Linked DNA regions of Anser cygnoides: region 1 is linked to region 2. The links are chromatin contacts, called in public Hi-C maps. All regions are on one chromosome and are shown on one strand. The core of a region is the stretch at or near the end of the contact, and the rest is flanking DNA. Distances in the headings are between cores, read along the strand shown. Region 1 holds the start of ATF4 (activating transcription factor 4). Region 2 holds the start of ADSL (adenylosuccinate lyase).

The links. A called contact is a pair of places that touch in the nucleus more often than the background predicts.
Region 1: a contact with region 2 is called in a Hi-C map of liver, with 2.4 times the contacts expected there. The contact joins the promoter of ATF4 here to the promoter of ADSL in region 2. A contact is called at or near these places in 2 of 7 Hi-C or Micro-C datasets (both in liver).

What each region holds. Positions count from the first base shown.
Region 1 is chr1:55,331,063-55,337,485 of Taihu_goose_T2T_genome, forward strand. ATF4 (activating transcription factor 4) reads right to left here and starts at 3,474. Exons shown (of 3, transcript XM_013181070.2): 1 at 3,252-3,474; 2 at 1,973-2,284; 3 at 512-1,456. The coding sequence starts at 2,186. The coding sequence ends at 603.
Region 2 is chr1:54,817,020-54,823,401 of Taihu_goose_T2T_genome, forward strand. ADSL (adenylosuccinate lyase) reads right to left here and starts at 4,969. Exons shown (of 13, transcript XM_048069931.2): 1 at 4,727-4,969; 2 at 171-374. The coding sequence starts at 4,882. It overlaps TNRC6B (trinucleotide repeat containing adaptor 6B), which reads right to left. Exons shown (of 25, transcript XM_066995966.1): 25 at 5,393-6,382.

The DNA of each region.
Region 1 (6,423 bases), core at 2,224-4,723, 510 kb after region 2:
CCGGCTAGGGACAGGAAACTCCCTGCAGGTATTTTGTGCTTGTCTGGAGACCCACTGCAAGACCAGGAGAAACCAAGAAAGCTCAAAGCTGCCCTTATACCCAATCGTCTTCTAACAAGCTTTTCGTTTCCAACTTGGCAATCACTTTACCTTGTATGTACCATTCATCTACAGAAAGTATGTTAGAAGTCCCCTTTTCAAAAATCATCTTAACTTGTACTTCAAATGGTTCTTCTACAGGCTCCTAAATCGAGCATGCCTTTGCTACTTTAAATCTGTTTAGTGCAGTATGACCTCCCTTGGTTCAACAGTAGTTTGTGTGTTAGCTGTATGTGAATTGAGTCACTGCCTGAACAACCTGAAGGCACTTCCACACTTGATCGATTTCCTCATGTGGGACAAGCAGCATGGTTATCTAGGCCAGCATTATGAACCAAGGAGCCTGAATTATTTCATCTGGGTAATGTGGTGTAAGTTATGCTTTAGAGGAACCCATTTATCTCACACACAATTGCAAGTTTACTATAAAATAATTTATTAGACAGCAATACACAGCTTTAGCAGCAAGCTTATATACATGCACATAGAAACTACTGACTACCCTACTCAGGGACCCTAGCTCTTTTGACCTTGGCCTTCCGGACCTCTTCAATCAGATCTTTTAGGTACTGAATTTCCTTACTCAGGGAATCTGCTTTCTCCTTCAGGGCCTGATTCTTCTGCTCCAAGTCTCTGCACTCCCCAGACAGCGCCTCCTGTTCTGCCCTCTTCTTCTGTCGGTAACGCGTGGCAGCTGTCTTATTCTGCTCCATCTTTTTCAGTTTCTTATCTATTTTCTTTTCTCCTTTCATCTTTGCTGACACTACCTTCTCAGCAGGATGATCATAGGGTTTGGACCGCACAGAGCCACAGCTGGCATCTGCAGGGAACTGGTTGTCATTGAGGGATCCAAGTGAATTGGTAGGACTGTGTTGGGGTGTTCCCAGGTAGGAGTCTGGGCTCATGCATATTCCACTATCATCAGAATGGTTCTCCTCCTCCTTCTCAGACTTAGTGATCACTACCACAAAGGTGGGGCCCCCCTCCACTTTTCTTTCTCCTTCCAGAACATCCACTTCACTACCTAGTTCTAAACTAAATGAATGGTCTGGAGTAGAAGTAAGAGACCCTGGGGAGAGGGGAAAAGTCCAGAGGGAAGCCAATGGGGCCATTGGATCTGCTCCAATTGGAGATTCAGGGAGATTGGTGATTAGGTCAGGGATCAGTGGAGGTTCTTTGCAGTGAAATTCCTGGGTGGTAGGGTTAAATAGGAGATCACACGTGTCTTCCAACGTGGCCATCAGCTCGTCTGGTGAGACGGTGGCGTCCAGATGTTCCATACCTAACAGGGCATCAAAATCAAATTCCTTCAGATCCATCTTCTCCACCATCCACTCCATGCCAGAGAAGGCATCCTCTGAAAAGGGAAAAAAAACTTTTCATTAAAATGGCAACCAATATTTAAGTTTCTGTAACTTATCTAGGACACAAAAATAATTTTAACACTTCCCTTATTTCTTTTATTAGTATCAAAGAATTTTATTACCAACACTGGCTGCAGGGTACAACCTAAGCCCTAAGCTGTTCTGACATTCCATCCCTCTTACTCGAATACTCTAAGAATTCAAAGTCATTTGAAGCACACAAGCATGCTTGTTTCTTGTGACCTCTTCCAGGGAAGACTACTGTAACAGTTGGTATGTTATTAAAAAGGCAACAGAAGTGTCATTTTATCATACGCCAGTTCAGTAACCAGCAATTTTGTGTTGTGTAAGCAGTGCTGTACGGATGGTTTCCCAACCAAGGTATGTATGTGAAGTTACCTTCTCATTTATGAGAAGACTTGCAACTTTATTTCTGGATAGGAGTGTTCCATAATTTATTATATGCAATCGTAACTGATGCACCCTGCGCAAACAAAGCATTATCTTACCCTGGCTGCTATCTATGGTGTTGCCTAAACTGTCCACAGCGAGCCAATTGGAGGAGACTGCCTTAGCCTTGTCGCTGGAGAACCCATGCGAACTGAGGGGCTCGGCCACCTCCAGGTAGTCATCTAGGAGTCCCAGACTTTCCTCAGCCACCGAACACGGCTGGCTGAAGGGGGACGACACCCCCAACAGCATCTCGTTGTTCAAGAGGCTCATCTTGGTCAGTTTTTAGTGCTTTGATGTCGAAGGATGTGGATAAGCTGAGGGTCTTTTCGTCGACTACAGCAGTGCTGCTGTGTGGTGCTTTGAAAAACCTGCAAGACAGACATTTTTTTTTTTTAAATGCATCAGTACTTGTTCTGACACGGTAGCTTTCACAGAGAAAATGTCACTGCAGGGGGCACGGCGGTACACACTTGTAGAACTGCAGTTTTTGGACATGGCCAGGGCCGGGCCGGCCCCGCCCCCGTGACTCACGCCCGCCCTCCCCCCCCCCCCCCCCCGCGGGCAGCCGCAGCCATTTCGCGATCGCGCCACTTCCCCCTCCCCGCCCGGCCGCCATTTTGTGCCTGCCACGTTTCCACCGGGGCTGGGGCACCGCGCGGCTCGGGCGGCTGCCAGCGGAGAACATGGAAGGGGTTAACAACCCTTAAAAAAAAAATAAAGTAATCCCACTTACCAACTAGGGGATGGGGAAACTAATCGTGTGCCTCACGCTGCCTTCTAGTTCCCAGATGGCACGGACCACCCCCACCCCCCGACGATCAGGACGGACTTAAAGTTGTAGTATTAAAGGATTATTGTACTGCTGCCGACTTATTAATAGCTCCGTTTTATCTCCTCATAAGGCCAAGGATAGGGCTTATACTAAAACCCGATGCCTCATCTTCCTCACCTACAAAAGCATTCCCCCACGCTGAGTAAGAAATCCTTCCTGGGAAGGACTAGTCTTACTCCCACGGAGACCCCCCAATAAATGAGGAATTCATAAGGTTTTAAGAAGCTTTTTTTTCTTGAACTACGTGGTTTTTTTTCCCCATTTTCTTCTTCAATTCTGCTGTTTTTCCCAACATCCCCCAAGGTTAAGCCCACAGAACGATGGAATCCCCTTCCTCTCTCAAGCCTTAATCCCTACTTTTTTCCCCCCAAGGCGATATCGTTCATTATCATAGGGATGACAAACGCACCCCAGAACGTCACTTTAAGGAGGAAAAAAAAAGGGGGGGGGGGTAATCTAGCACTCAGGGGAGGGAACGGCCGCCCCTCACACCCGATACTCACGCCATGGTTGCAGATGCCAGGGATGTGCCGAGGCCGCCGCCGCTGCTGCTGCGCCTGGTGCACTGGCCGGTGCCGCCGCTGGCCCTGCCGCCCTTAGAGAGCCATGGCGGCCAGGGGAGGGGGGGCTGCTCCGCTCGGCGCCGCGCGGGGAGGCTCTGCGCGCACAGCCACCGCCACTACCTGTCACCTCGGGAGCACCCACACAATGAGGTGGCAGCTCCCGCCCGCCGCATTTATATAGGGCCGCGCTAAGCAGAACGAGTTCCGGACGTGAGGTGTCCTTCCGCCTAGCAGCGCTTGCTTCTCGCCAGCGCCCGCTAGCCCCTAGATTGACTTTTTGGGCTTCTACTCCGGCCGTCCTGCTATGAAATAGTCGCGGGAGCCACCGATGAGGGCTGGCCGCCCATCGCGGAGTAGCTAAATGGAGGGGACTATATTGGTGTACATCCGCGCCGCCAAGCGATGCGAAGTCACGTGACGGAGAGGCTGAGGGCGCTCCCCCCTCCTCTCGGGGACCGTCGGGGGGGGGCTCCCGCTCCCGGCCGCCAACAAAGACGGGGCGCTCGCCGAGCAGGCATCACGCGGGCACGGGGCGCGCTGATTGGCTGGCGGCGGCTGGTTCACGTGCGCTCTGAGCTGCCATTGGCTGGGGTCCGAAGGAGGCCAGATGGGGAGGCGAGGGGGGGAGGGGGGAGGAGAAGGAGCAGCTGGGCGACAAAATGGCGTCGTGAGGCGCTTGGGGGGGGGGGGGGGAGCTGATGGTTCCCCTGCCATTGTGCTTCTCGTTGGTTTCCTGCACCTACACTGACCTAGTTTCTCCAAGCACCGTCCCCGTCATTTCTAATGGCCCCTCTCGCCCTCCTCACAGCTCCCCTGAAGCGAAGAGGTGGCATGTTGCCGTGGCCTCCTGCTCCCTCTGATAAAGTGTGAGACAAGGGCAGCGCCGCCTCCCCTCCCGGCCTGCCCCCGCATGCTGCGCTGAGATTAAGATTATGGTTGTTTTGGGCCACAGGTTGTGTGTCCGCACGTGTGGCAGCATGCGTGTCCCTGACCCGACACTGCTACCCTCACGGCTATGGCGTAGCATCGACCTGGGGTGGTTTGTGAAGAGAGCTGTGCTACCAAGGAACCGAGAGCCTGAGCCTAATTAGTGCACTGAACCTACGCAAGAACTAACACTGAATGCAGTTATTCCCCAACTGGGAAACAAGAACTTTCTCCCCTCCCATTTCACATTGACGCAGTTGCTTCCCTCTTCTCTGTGCAACCATTACTCGGACCCATGTGAGCATTAATGGATCACCTACACAGCCTCACAGCTGTGAAAGGTAGCCTCAACTTGGAATGTTTTTAATGCACAGTTTCACGTTATGTTTTATCTGACCTAAATCAACTAGGTGAGAAGGCAGCCTTGCACCCCTCTACCTCCAACCCTGCTTATACAATTCTTCCAGCTCAGCTAGCTAACCCAGTACAAAATTCAGGGGGACAATTTTCTGCTGGTTTCAGTCCCCTCATCGTTTCATTCACGATACACAACCAAGAGAAATACAGCTTCAAGTGAGAGTTTCCATGTGTTCCCTCACTATGTCAGAGCCATCTAGCTTCAAATGGTTGCTTTTCCTTGTTGCCAGCCCCACAGCACGCCATCAGCTCTAAGAGTTAAGGTGGGTCCTTGCTTGCTCAAACATCACAGTCCTGTAGGTCAAACTCCTCCTGGCTACTTCTGCAAACGGCTCCACTGTTTTCCAGTTAGGGCTCGGTAGTATTTGTGTAAAGCCATGGCCTTCACTGAGTTTGTACAGGTGTAACTGTCTGGAACTTATTAAACAGCTTGACTAATAATTTGTGAAGACACATGACCCGGTTTCTACTTTTAGCAGTAAGATGTTACCATCACCACTACAAATCAGGGTATGTCACTTCACCTCTATAAACTGAACGCTGGCAGCTGAATGAAAAGGGCAATTTTTCCTCTATGTTGGGTTGTTGTATTTCTGTTTTGTTTTGTTTCTCTGGAATCAAGCACAGATTTTGAAGACTCATTAAAATGGAGGAGGCAGCAGAGGAAAATGCCTTCCGACATCAGAAAACACCACGATAGCAACTGAGTGATTTAAGATGACTGTTCTGACAAATGCACAAACAAGCAGGCAGATCTTGCTTCAAAGCACAATTCAGAGGATGCAGCAGCTTTCAGTGAAGCCCGGTGGGGGGTCGGATGGGTGGTTGGGTGGACAGCATCTCTCTGTCCTGACTAGCTAAAGGAGAGCTCTCACATCCCCCACCTTGCCTGCTTGCCTCTCCTTGTAGTGAAAAGGGTGATTGTACAACTGTAATTGTAGCTAAATAAACAGAAACGCTATACACATACACACCCTATCCTTCATCTTGAAAAGGTAATTACAGATTCCTGTGGAAAGGACTCTGGGTATGTGTGAGCAAGAATCACGCAAGCAAAAATGAAATATGCAATGAGGAACTTAACCCAGATCTGCCTGTTCCCTAGCTGCCTGGTTTCCATTTTGTGAGTAAATGCAGAAATTTGTCCGCGTTTTGAGTTCCAGACAGATTTTTTTTTTTTTTTACAGTCCCTAATCCTAGAAGTGAAATCAAGTAACCAAAGTCCAGCCATTTAGTGAACAGTGTATTTTTCCCCATTTTCTGAAGGACTGCACAATTAACTGTTCTTACATAATTTAATGAGATACATTTCTAATTCCTTTATAAATCGTGTCTCTGTGTTTGCAGATTTTACATCAGAGGTTTCCCCTTTGTAGCTAGAGTTTTTTGACTGAGCAAGAAGATAATTCTTTAAGCCCAATTAACAACTCCTTGGGAATTTTTGTACAAAGAAAATATTTTCTAAGCAGAGGGCTACTAGCTACCCACTAACTCATATGTCCCTTTCCAGTATAGCAGAGTATATTTATAGCTCAGACATTGTGGAGAGAAGTCTGATAGCTCTGAAGAAAATTGAATTTACAGCACAAAAACGGGGCCCCTGAATGAAGATTAATTTGTGTGTATGGTCAATAAACTCCTGATGACATGTTAACAGCTTTAGCACCGCTGATGTTATTTTCCTGCCCTGAGTACCATATCTCAGCAAAAACAGCTCCTGCAATAAGTCAGAACCATCCGTATCCAGAAGCAAGGGGACAGCCGCAGG
Region 2 (6,382 bases), core at 3,719-6,218:
AAGACACAAGAGGAACCTGCCAGTCTAGGGCAGCTAGGAAAAAAGGATAATTAAATTCAAATGTAAAACTAATAAAAAATTCTGAAAAAATCTAGGGAGTATAATTTTATAAAGAGCTATTAAGTCAGCACCTGCATCTTTGTTTTGTCCAACTGACAATGCTTTATTACCGTATTGTCCCCGACATAACAGGAAGTTGCTCCAAGGTGAATGATGGCTGCAGCTTTCGGACAGCAGTGGGCAAAGGTGTGAACGTGTGCCATCACGTCATGGCGCAGCCTCTTCTCTTCCTCCGCTGCCATCTTGAAGTCAATGTTGTCCAGATTTGCTTCCATCTCCTGTATCTGCTCGTCTGTGATGGGAAGCCCAAGTGACTGCAAGGGGAAAAGAGCTTTCTGTTGCCCTTTGTCTTTAACAGATAAACCAATCTGAGACAGAAGCTGTGTAGATCACAGAATCACAGAATGGTTTGTGCCAAAAAGGACCTTAAAACCACCTCATTCCATGGCAGGGACACCTTTCACTAGTCCAGGCTGCTCAAAGCCCCAGTCCAACTTGACCTTGAACACCTCCAGGGATGGGACATCCACAGCGTCCCTGGGCAACCTGTGCTGGTGCCTCACCACCCTCAGAGTAAAGAATTTATTCCTTCTATCTACTCTTAACCTATCCTCTTTTAGTTTAAAGCCATTCCCCCTTGTCCTATCACCACACTCCCTGACAAAGAGTCCCTCCCCAGCTTTCCTGTCGGCCCCCTTTAGGCACTGGAAGGCTGCTGTAAGGTCTCCCCAGCGCCTTCTCTTCTCCAGGATGAACAACCCCAATGCCCTCAACTGTCTTTGCAGCAGAATGGCAATCGGGCACAATCAAGTCCTAAAATTCTTCGTCTCAGCCTGAAACTAGAAACTGAGGAAATGAGTTACTTGACCTGGAAGCAGGAAACAAATGCTCCCAGTCCATGTTTAAAAACATTTGCTGAAATTACTCAGCAAGCTGATTTAAGAACAGAGTAAGATATTAAACTGCAGAATTATACACGGGTATAAATCTTGCACAGTTCTATACTTGCACAAGATAACTAAGCTGAGAAAAATTTATTTTCCTAATACTGTGAGTTTAAAAGTCTCACAATGATCTTGGCATTACTGCTTTTTCTAAATCAAAAGCTACTGTCTTGCACATTAGTAATTGCAATTCATCGCCCAGGAAGCTTTAATGACAAAAAGCATTTCAAAAGCTGGTTCTGTTCAGAATGAAGCTGCCTAGTAAAATGTTTTGCACATAAGGAATCTGGAATTAGAGAAAACAGCAAGTGAAGCAGATATGTCTTCAGGGTCCTCATCATGTAACTCGTACCCACACAACTTGAAATATCTTGCTGTAGGTGTAATTACACAACCACAGCTGTCCAGATGAACGAGGAGAAGCACCTGGCTCCAGGCTGCTGTCTTCGAGGTGCACAGAGACAGATCATAACTGCCCGAAAGCCCACAGGCCTTGTGCTAAGATTAAAATCTCCTGCCTTGCCCACACATCCATGATCTGTTTTGACCACAGTATGTACTTACTGACAGCCATACGGAGAGGGAAGAAAGAATCCCCGAGAAAAGGGACTACTTGTCACAGGAGTACATGCAAGGTAGGTCAGTGCCAATGCAAACACTGTTCTCATGTGTCCACAAATGTCGTGGGAGGTCTCTTCCCCATGACTTTTGGCCAATATTGACAGTGCCTCAGGGAGAAAGTAATCAGATCTCCTTCAAATGAGTCTACCTAAGAAAACTAAGTAGAAAAACTACCTAAAGGGGATCAGAGGGTTTCTCTAAAGTGCTAACGGTCAGCGATACCCTCTCTGGGTTGTGCTTTTAAAGCGTGATTCCTCCAAGGCTGTTCCAATGCTTTGAGGTGCTATTAAAACAGCTATGACTCTTCATTCACCCTTCTTCCTTGAGGGCAGAGCAAAGAAGGAAGGTGATAACAGAGTAACTACAAACAGAATGAGAATACTGGACTGCTCATCTAACAATGAATGCATGACAGAAAAATACCGAAATTTAAATTGGACAAAAAAATAGATTGAGAGCTACTGCAGATGCTTATATTAAGGAGAGAAAACATCCAGATTCCACACAGTAAGTTTTTACTAGCCAGTTTGATGCTGTGGGGTGTCCACTGGAAGGAAGAGCTCCATGAAATTTGTACTTCTCTTTCAAGTAATAAGTTGTTTAGGTCAAGAGCTCAAGGTTTGAAAAAATGATTGAGGTATCGGTGGGAGTATCATAATACAAATGAATTTACATTAAAACAAAACAAAACAAAAAAAGCCAGAGTTTTGAGATGGGCACAAACTCACACCCTTCAGCTCTTAACCCAAACTTCTGCTGCTGTCAGCTGGGAGGAGATTAGTTTAAGAAGCTCTTACTAATCACACGCTTTGAGGGGTCTCCTCTTTCAAACTCACGCTATTATCTGCTATAAGAAACAAAACACATACTGGAAGGATTTTCTGTCTAATCCAGTTCCCAGTGACACTGTTTTTCAGTTCTTATTTCACATACTCCAAGTGGACTACTCAAAAACTTTTCCCCTAAGTAGGATGAATATTGAAACCACTTACCTTGCCCTGTCCTTCACCTAAAACTTTAACTGAGCTGCATGCTCCCTCTTTTGCTACTTCCTTGCAACTGTCAGAAAACCTATGGTTAGATCTTCCTAATATTCTGATTTACTGCAAAATAGAGACTGCAGGGACTGGAGAAGCAGCACGTAAATGTCTTGAAAGATAGAGAGGATAAGTAGTGGAGTAAATTTGCCCATAGTTCATTCATCGTTTTGTTTGTTTGTTTTTTAATATGCCTGTAAAGAAATATTACGCATCTTCAGTATGGAACTTGAGGAAACTGCTTCTATCTATTGCAGAGTGACCGCTGACAGAGCTAACAGGTGCTGCGAGGAGCTGACTTTCATTCCACGACTGACATCAGGAGACAAACTCCTCTGGAACGAGGCGACTGATAAAAATAGCGGCATCCCTCCTCCCAGCATGAAAAGGGTGCTCAAGAAATCGCAAGATCCGTCTCTGCTTTCTGGGAACACAACTCTGTGGTGGAAAGAGGATGCAAAAAAGGAACAGGAGACAGGGATGTACACAGGGGAACCCCGAGGCCTGGGCTTGGGAGCAGAAATCAAGAAGCCCTTTGCTGGTTCCTTCAGCAGCTCCTTTCTCCTGTTGGGCAAGTTGGGTAAAGCACCTCATTTTCTAACAGTAGAAAGGCGATGCTTTATCTGCCGGAATTGAAGTGACTGTTAAAATTATCATGCTTTGATAAAAGGCTCCTTAAGCGTGCGTTCTTGGTGTGATGGGTCCTGAACTATGATGAGATGCGTGGTCAGTTCACAACAACATCTCACCCATGGTGATCACGGTACCTCAGAGGGATGGGGGCTCCTCTTTAACACAGCTGTACAATTACACCTTCATTCCAAAGCATCGCCTCTGGAGCGGTGTGCTGTTGATGAGGCCACAGCAGCAGTACAATCCTCAGAGAAGGAAGGTATTAATGGCTCTGGGCACTGCCTGCTCGTTCGCCAGCACCGCGCTTCTCTGCCCTTGCGCTGATAGCAGCAGCTTCACCTAGTGCTCGGATTGCCTCCTTACTTTGGAAGCGGGAACTGGAAGTTTGCGCAGAAAACAAAACAGATATTGAGCCTGGAAGCTATCCTATGGATTTGCGATGTTTCTTTTTTTCTGGAATACATCACTGTGGAAAAGCAGATCGGAATCTCCCTCTCGGGGTACGTCAGTGCAGTCACAAGGAAACAAGCTGGCACATCCAAAGAGATGACGGTCTCTCAAACAGGGCGTAATACTCGCATGTATACGTACCCCTGATTGGGACCAAATTCAAAATAAAAAGGCTTAGCTTAAACTAGATTTTAGAAACGCTGGCTCTGTAGAAAGCACCGACATAACAGCTGCCAATCCCACCGACGCGCTTTCAGTCTCTGCTTCCCGAGGGCTGAATCGGCACTGATCTTTTTGTGCTGTTGGGTTTTTGTGGCACCCTGCCTGTCAGGGGTTGCTAACCCAGCGTTCAGCCCGCTTTGGCCACCAGTGAGGGGATTTAGGGAACATGGGCCTAACAAACGCGGGCGGCTGCAGGTGAGCGGGGCGGCTGCTTGGCACAGACCGAGGGCAGCGGGGTGGGTGGGAGAGGGCAGCGCTTCTCACCGCGCACACCCCCCGAGAGCAAACAGGCACAGAAGGACACTGCTGTTTGCTCGGCAGGCAAAGCCAACAACCCCTGCGGGCCCCCAGAAACCCCTTAGCGAGGCTTTTGCCCAAAGGGGTCGAAGGGCAGGAGGGAGGGCGCGCAGCGTGGTTTGCTGGGTGAGGATTGCACACGCGGGGCTGTGCAAAACCTCAAACCTCGCGCGCTGCCCTCGCGTGCACCCAGGCAGCCGGATTTTTTTTTAATTATTTCCAAATTTTCCAAATTTACCCAGGCAGCCACCTTTTTTTATTTTTTTTTTTAAATTATTTCCAAATTTTTAGGGTCAGGATGAGGTTATTTCGGCCAGCTCCCTATTGCCCGGCAGGGAGCGACCCCAAACGCTGCCCTGCTCTCCGAGGGCACCCCGGGGGAGGCAGGGGGCGGGCGGGCGACCCCACCGGCTGCGGGACGGGTGCGGGGGCTGCAGCACGCCGCCCCCCCGGGCCCGTTACCTTCTCCGCCTGGGCGAGGAAGAGCCAGAGGCGGCGCCAGGTGCCGAACTTGTTCCTCTCGCTGAAGACGAAGGCCATCTCGGCGCCGGCATAGCGCGACACCAGCGGCGAGCGGTAGCGGCTCAGCGCGTCCTCGGCGCCCGCGGGGGTCCCCATGGCAGCGGCGGCACCGGGGCCGAGCGCCCGCCGCGGGGAAAAGGGCGCCGGGCAGGGAGCCACCCCCCTCCGGCCGATAACCCACCCCCCTCCCGGATAACCCACGCCCCTCCATGGGAGGCTGCAGGGAGGCAGCGCCACCTGGCGCAGGGAGGCCAGAACGAGAACGCAGGGAGCAAAATACCCCCCCCCCCAAATAACCCCCAAAATACACCCCCCCCCCCAAAAAAACAACAAAAAAGTACCGGAAGCCAAAGGGTTTAAATGCTTAGCAGCCAAACACATTTATTAGTCTTTTTCTCTTTTTTTTTTTTTTTTACTTTTTTTTTTCTCGTTTTTTTGTTTTTTGTTTTTTTTTCCAGGAACCCAAAAATATTTTGTAGTTATAATGTAAGCAACTGAGTTGCACATAATACAATCATATCTTTCAAAAAAAATAAAAATAAAATAAAAACGAAAAAAAAAGCTGTTTAAAAGCCCAAAAAAAAACCTTCAGAAAACTTATATATGTATTACACCATCTCTCAGTTTCAATGAAATGACGACGACTTAATTCCTTATTACTCTTGTCACACTCCAATAAAACATCACCCTTTTTGTTTGTTTTTTCGTTTTTTCTTTTTTTTCTCTTTTTTTTCTTTTTTTTTTTTTTTTTCTAAATCCAGCATGAGAAATACAGTACCTGCTATGGCAAAAATACACATAAAATGCAACATTTCAGCTTATTTGTACATTAGTAGAGTTTAAACATTTTATTGTTGGTTGTTTTTTTTTTTCTTTTTCTTTTTAAGTGAACCAGTGATTTTAAGTACCACTATACTAAAAGTAAAATAAAAATATAGAAAAGGAGGAGAAGGGGCGGGGGGGGGGGCAGCCAGCCATACGAGAGCACCTTGTAAAGTGCTGAGTTTCTGTGTCCATGGAAAACCCTCGGGAAAGGAAATTCAAAGAACTGAGAGCGTACGGGATGGAAATTAAGATGAACCCTGGCTATATGCAAGACACTGCGGCAACTCCTCTATGTCCTCCCCGTTTGTCCTGTGTCTGTTTGCTTTACTGCACGCTGGAGAAGGAGGGGAGAAACCAGAGCTCCGGTGAGAGTTTAGTTAAGAGGAAGCTATTTCAAGTATAAGAAAAAAAAAAAAAAAACAACAACACTTATAGGTAACTTGCGAAGAGCATCAATATACACAGCCACTAGTTTTATTATTACAATGTCTGCTTCTGGGGGACAGTGTTTCAGGCAAGAGGACTTGAGCTGTACCTTCCTGTTACCTAGTTATGTGCAAAGTAGAAAAGCTGCCTTTTCTAATCCAGCCAGTTTGGACATCACCGATTTTCTTGTTCTGCAACCCCCTCCCTTCGTTTGTCTTTTTTTGAAGAAGAAGAGAGGAAGGTGGCACTGCTTTACTACAAAGATTAGATGAAATTAACCTATTTCTCCATTCCTCTTCCAGACACACCCTTCTCCCATTGCCCGCTGGCAACGAGGAGAAGCTC